Linked DNA regions of Macaca mulatta: region 2 is linked to region 1. Evidence: chromatin contacts called from public Hi-C data. All regions are on one chromosome and are shown on one strand. The core of a region is the stretch at or near the end of the contact, and the rest is flanking DNA. Distances in the headings are between cores, read along the strand shown.

Region 1 (3,264 bases), core at 294-2,793:
GTGACAGGTGTAGTGATGAGAGATGATGGGGTCATGAAGAGGGGGAGCCCACCAGAGCCCAGGGCTTGAAATCTGATTGTAGTGTGCATAAAGGACTAGGTGTTAGGAGGGAAGCTTCTTCAAGAGAAGGCTCCTCACCTGCTCCGCACCTGAGCAGGCTCCACATCAAAGTACGGTCTGAGGATGTCGATGTTGGCGTACAAGCTGAAGGCCCTGGAGGCTTGTCTCTTCCCGGCCTGCCACATCTGAAGTAAGGAAGATGGGCATAGGTATTGTGGGACTGTTGGTTCTAGACCCTGTTGCCTATTTTCCGCTTGATTTCTACATGGTTCTAACTGGACAACCTGGGGCAAACATCACCAACACCAACTCCAGAACATGGGACATACCTAGGTATACCTTTCCACCTGCAGAAGATTCAATCATGCTTACCTGATCTGCCACCTGCCGGCTCAGCTGTCCCTTAAAGCCTTTCATGCCCAGGAACTCTCCATCCTCTTCTTCAGCAGCAGCTGCATCAGCTGCATCAGCGTCTACTTCTTCCTCGCGCAGGCGCTGATGCAGCTCACCCATATCCTCGAAGCTAGAGCCTGAGGTATCATCCATGTTCTCCATGTCAATCACAGCTGAGCCTCCGCCCTGTGAAGACAATGGCTCCTAGAGTGCAGGACTTTTCTGTTCCATCCATTAAGTCCTCTGCTCATCCCAGGGTTTAGGGCTTTGTTCTTCCACTGCTGAGGATACGGCTCGGAATCACTACAGATCATGCCACTCCATTCCCCCTCATATGCTCTCAGAACTCTTGGTTTCTAGCTTTGGCTGAATTTTCTAGCCTGGGAAACATACTACTAGTCTTCCATTCCTGTCTTTTTCCTACCTTACCTACCAAAGACTAAAAGGCTGAAAAAGTGCCCATTTCCTTCTTTCCTAAGCCCCAAACAAAACTATACACATAATATGTTTTCAGCGAATGCCAGTGAATCCCACCCAACCCCACTCCATGCCTGACCCCGACCAACTTCCTAACTTGTTCCAAGAATACCTTCTTCCTAATGCCTCGAGCGGGCCCAGAGACCCGAGACCCTCAGGCTGGAGTACTAGTCTGGCCCTTTCAGGTCAATGTTAATCCTACTGACTTTAGTGTGCACGAAGACCCAAAGAAGAGAGTTTTGCAAATGGAGCGGACTTCCAGGCCCACAGGAAGAATCCTCAAGACACTTCTGGACATCGCTGGCCCTCGGGTTGCTGGCAGCTAGTGCCTTGGGGCCATTACCTGGATGTTTTCTTCGAACCCTCCCCATTCCGGGCCAGCTCCATTTCGGGCGCCGCCCGCCGGCGCCGCTGTAGTTGCCATGTCCCTTGAAGGCTCCCGTCGCTGAAGCCCGCGCTAGCCCCGCGCGCGGAGGAGTGGGCGAGACGTGGGCCTTAGTGAGGGAGACGTCCCGGGTCGAGGAGAGGTGGGATCGGCCGGAACACAAAAAAGAGAAGCCCGGATGTTTGGACAAAACCAACTTCCGGAGGCTGGGGACGTGGACGGAAGCGGGGAAAAGTCTCGCGATATTTAAGATTCCAGGCGGTGGCGCGTTGCCACGGAGACGGAGCCAGTCTACTAGGACGCACGCGCCAGATAGAGCCTCCAGTCTCGTGGAGAGATTGAAGATGGCGGCTTCTCAGGCGGTGGAGGAGATGCGGGGCCGCGTGGTTCTAGGGGAGTTTGGGGTTCGCAATGTAAGCCTTGTGGCCTTGAGCTCGGGCGGGAGGAATGAGAGCGGAACAGGGGTGGGTCTTGGGATTGGCGTGGGGATAGCCGTGGGCTCATTGTCCCTTTGTGGACAAACTCGTCCCTTTGCTCTAGGTCCATACCACTGACTTTCCCGGAAACTATTCCGGTTATGATGATGCCTGGGACCAGGACCGCTTCGAGAAGGTAAGTGGGGCCGAAGTTGTCTGGGGAGGGTTATGAAGGCCAGACCCTGTGGCCTGAGCAGCCTGTGTCTGTCTCAGCAGCTGCTTTTGGGGGTCGCTCCGTTTGTGTTTGTTGAGCAATGTGCTAGACGCTCCGTTTACAGGCCAAATTAGACACGGTTTCTATCTCTGCAGAGATATTCCGTCTTGTTGAGGAATGGTGCGTATAAACAAGTGCATCTAGTGTAATATGGTGAAGGTGGTTGATAGCGATGAAGACGGCAGGGTTGGGGTGGGGAGCATTCCGCTGAGACCAGGAAGAGGGGCCGAGAGGTACTTAACATTTCAAGAGGAGGGGACACCTGAATTGAACCTTGAATGGTAAGTAAAAAAAAAAACAGGAGTTGAATTATGAAAGATTTGAGTTTCACGTCAGTGAAGTTCAGGATATGCAGGTTTTGTGTGTATTTAGTCTTTTGTATTATTGTTTCACTTAGCTTAAAATAAGGGTTAAAATTGCATTTAAATAGATTACTGAATGTTACTCTTTATGCAACTGACCTAAATGTTACCCTTTATGCAGCTTATAAACATGATGTGTAAATCAGTGCCTGGGAAAATTTTACTTTTTTAACCTGTTGATACAAGGAATAAAGTATGAACAATGAAAAAGGCTAATGCTTGAAAAAAAATTATGACTTCTGTGACATGTGCTCCGGGAATGTCCAAGTAGTTCTGGCATGAGTGGTCGGCAAGATTGAAGTGTGTCACACTGTGGATGATAGGGAGCTTGAATAGTTTCTTAAGCAGACATGATCAGATTTGCAACCTTGATGGCTGGGAGGGAATGAGTTTGAGGAGGATCATATGGAGCAGGCAGATCTGTTGTAAGGGAAGCTGAGGTTGAAGATATGAACTAAGACTGATGGTAGAAATAGAGCAAAGGAAGAATATAAGGTAAATTTATGATTGCTTGGATAAAGGCTGTGGGGGTAGCATAAAATGACTTTTTCTGGCTTGGGAACTGCTTTTTGCTTTGTGGTATCATTTACTAAGAGGAGAAATGGGTCTGGGGAACAGGGATGATGATGCATTGTTTTCTGTATGTGGGGAAATCTAGCAGGCTAGAAGACTGCATGCTTGAAATGAGATCAGAAGTGAGATAAAATTTTGGGAGTTGTCAGAACAGATAGTTGCTAAAACTGTTAGTACAGTTAAGGTGACCTGGGAGAGAGACAAGAACCTGGCAAATTTAGAGATGGGTGGAAGTTGATCATCAGAGATGGAAGAAGAGTGGAGCTCAGAAACCAGGGGAATCGTTCAAAAAAGGGGATTTTTTTTTTTTTTTTCCTTTTCATG
Region 2 (3,264 bases), core at 259-2,758, 59 kb before region 1:
TCAGCTCATTTCCTTATGTCCACTTTCCTCCTGCTACAGAATGTGCCCAATCTCCACTCTCCACCCCAGTGAGTCAACTACTCAAACTCATCAAGGAAGATACTCTTTCATTGTAAGTGTTTCTCCCCAGCAACTCTCCCTGCAGCATTTCTTTTCCAGGCTAAACAATTTCCCTTTCTCTCGTTCCTTTATCTTTCCATTTCCTCATGGCACCCAATCCCCAAGCTCTCTAAAGCTTTAGGTCTCTCTCCCTGTATCTTGAGGAGCAATGGTTCAGACAATCCCTGGATCAGATTTGGGAGATTAAAGAAGTGGGGAAATAAAAACTGGAAGAAGCAAGAAAGCTGAGGTAAAGGGGAAAGGGGGGCTAGCCAGTCAGCCATAGGAGGCATGAAGAGTAGAGTGTGAAGCCCCTAGACACTCTGTTGTGCATGTGAAGGGCTTGGAAATGGGTACCAAAGGGTTTGGGGGCACGTGCTCAGGACAGGTACCTGCAGGAGCCGTCAGGTGCACAGCAGCCGTGGGCCAGGTCACAGTGGGAGCTGCAGTCATCGGCTGCAAGAGATTGATGTGGGAGGGGTGAGTCTGAGTCAGGGCACAGCTCGCTGGGATGCGGGACTCAGGAGAGGATTGGGGTTCCGGTAACTGAGTGGACTCAGCCCTAGGGCAGGACATAACACAGAAACCCATCCCATTCCAAAGAGGCAACCTGGTCTTCCTTGCCTCGCGGGTCGGAGCGACTGCAGTGCCGTCTCCGGCCGGCAGAGGTCAACGTGCAAGCGAGGACGGCTGGACAGGGCCGCGACTGGAGCCCGGTGGACGCGCTCACCTCGGACAGGCTGACCGGGAGCCCCCAGAATGCACAACAGGCACACAAGATGCAGGCAGCGGCAGCCGCTGGGCATGGTCAGCGCCGGCACCAGGGGGGACGGACGGATGGACGGCCGGACGCGTGAACACCTGTGGGACGGCACCAGTTAGGAGGCGGTCGGACGCGGAGATAGCGGCACGGATACGGGTTCCAAGTGACAGGAGCCGCCGAGGGAGAGGAGCGCCGGGACAGAAGAAGGGGATGGGGGTAGCGGGAGGGTGGGGGCAGGGAAGGGTTGAGCAGGCGAGGAGCGCGAGAAGAGCGAAGACAGGAACCCGGGAGCCAGGTCTGCAAGAAGGAGGCGAAAGATGGGCAGCGTGGAGCGAGGCCAGGCGCGGGAATGGCTGGGGCTGGGATCGCAGTCAGGACAGAGGGGTCTGCGGGATGGGGACAGCGCCAAGAGGCGGCCTCGAGCACCGAGGGAACGCGGGGGCCGGAGGGAGGGACGGTTCCCGGCAGCGAGCAGTCTCCGCCCCACGGCTCCGACAGCCCCCCCACCACTCTCTCCCACGTCCCCTTCCTATCTCCGCCGCGCTGGGCTCGGCGGCAGCGCGGGGCCTGGAATCCCCACCGCACCCGTAGCCCCGCGCGCCCTGTCCCCTCAGTCCTCACCTCCGGCGGGGAGGTGCCGCGCCCCGGGGCGCAGAGCGAGGCGGGATCCGACGGGCGCCGCCGAGGGGCCGTGGGGGAGCGCGGGGCCGCCCCTAGCTGGCCGCGGGGCCGGGCGCCGAAGCGGCTGCCATACGAGCCGAGCGCTCAGGAATCTGGGGCTCCAGGCGACCCCGAGCGGCGGCGGCGGCGGCTCCTCGCGCGCGCTTAGGCCCCCTGCCAGGGGCGGAGCCCGCCCCCGCCCCCCCCCCTCCCACGACGCACGGCGCACACCTAGCACCCGGCGCTCCCCGGGGCCCCGGCTCTTCGCGGCCACCCAACGCCCCGGACCCAGCTTCCTTCCACGAGAGGAGGAAATCTTGAGTCTCAATTGGAGCAAACTATTAAGCCAGAGGCGCGTGACCCCGTTATTCTCCCATCTCCCATGCCCACTTTCCCGACCAGCGCTCCGCGGCCCACGCCCCAGCCCTGCCCTAGCCTGTCCGCCGCTCATCACGCTTCTCATATAGATCCATGCACACGCAGGCAATCGCTCCCCTCCCTCCGCCTGTCACCAGCCCACGCCTCCCCGCTTGTAAAGCCTTCATCACCGGCTTCATCTGTGTGCTCCTCTGCTCCTCCTCGCCCTCCGCTTCTTCCTGTCCATGTCGCCGTCTCCAGCCTTCCAAGATCAACCTATCCCTATATAAATATAACCCGATCCATCCACCCACCCACACCCTGGCCCTACCCCCACCACCCTTCCCTCCCTCAAGTCTCAGCCCTTCCACCGCATTCCTTTTTGTGACTGCATCCGAGAATCCTTTCTGGACTGGGAATGTACCTGACTCTGTAAACGTGAGCACAAAACCCCCTCCACCGCCGAGTTGCTTCTTCCGTACCCTATCACGTTCGTCCTTGGCCTCAGGCTAATCCTCAACTGCCCAAACCTGGAGCTCAGATTGAGAGTAACGGAGGGGGTGTGGGGGAAGGCTGTCCTCCAGGCCTCTTTGCCGCTCCTGGCTAATGGCTCAGAGACACATTTCAAGACAAGGACCCAGCCAAGCGCGGTGGGCTCACGCCTGTAATCCCAGCACTTTGCGAGGCTGAGGCGGACGGATCACCTGAGGTCAGGAGTTCGAGACCAGCCTGGGCAACATGGTGAAACCTGTCTCTATTAAAAATACAGAAATTAGCCAGGCGTGGTGCCGCGCGCCTGTAATTCCAGCTACTCGGAAGGCTGAGGCAGGAGAATCGCTTGAGAACCTGGGAGGCAGAGGTTGCAGTTAGCCGAGGTCACGCCACTGCATTCCAGCTTGGGGGACAGAGCAAAACTTCTACCCCCACCCCCACCCCCCCACACACAAAAAGACAAGGACCCAAAACATAATATCTAGTTTGTGGAGGGCAACAGGGCAGAGGTCAGGAACGCTAGCGTCCATCTCTAGTCCTTCAGATTGAGATTTCACCATCTTTAAATTCAAAACATTGGAAGGAGCAGTCCCTAGTCCGTGCAGAGCAGCTTCCCACCTTCACATAGCCACCTCCACAGGCACAGAGCCCCTGGACTCATTTTTCCTGCAGTCTCGTTGGACATAACACTCACACCCACACAGCTCCCTAGCTGGCCTCCTCTCAACTGTGATCGCCTCTTCCCTGAAAAGCTCTCTGAATTTGAGTAATGACATGGCTCTACCATTCATTTTGTTTAAACACATTTTTTTTTTTGGTAAAAAATTGCAAACAACCTATAATTCAAAAATTACTGTAGGCAAATAAATTATGCCACATCAACACTATGTGAC

The links. A called contact is a pair of places that touch in the nucleus more often than the background predicts.
Region 2: a Hi-C map of cortical neurons shows a contact between it and region 1, with 5 times the contacts expected there. The contact joins the promoter of DLK2 here to the promoter of YIPF3 in region 1. A contact is called at or near these places in 8 of 14 Hi-C or Micro-C datasets (CD4 T cells, blood, cortical neurons and 4 more) and 1 of 4 datasets of contacts at active chromatin or transcription factors (intermediate progenitor cells).

What each region holds. Positions count from the first base shown.
Region 1 is chr4:138,601,922-138,605,185 of T2T-MMU8v2.0, reverse strand. It overlaps YIPF3 (Yip1 domain family member 3), which reads right to left and starts at 1,543. Exons shown (of 9, transcript NM_001260624.1): 1 at 1,274-1,543; 2 at 433-639; 3 at 139-245. The coding sequence starts at 1,354. It overlaps POLR1C (RNA polymerase I and III subunit C), which reads left to right and starts at 1,639. Exons shown (of 10, transcript XM_077999887.1): 1 at 1,639-1,728; 2 at 1,856-1,927. The coding sequence starts at 1,660.
Region 2 is chr4:138,661,042-138,664,305 of T2T-MMU8v2.0, reverse strand. It overlaps DLK2 (delta like non-canonical Notch ligand 2), which reads right to left and starts at 1,508. Exons shown (of 6, transcript NM_001266365.2): 1 at 1,484-1,508; 2 at 830-960; 3 at 492-555. The coding sequence starts at 905.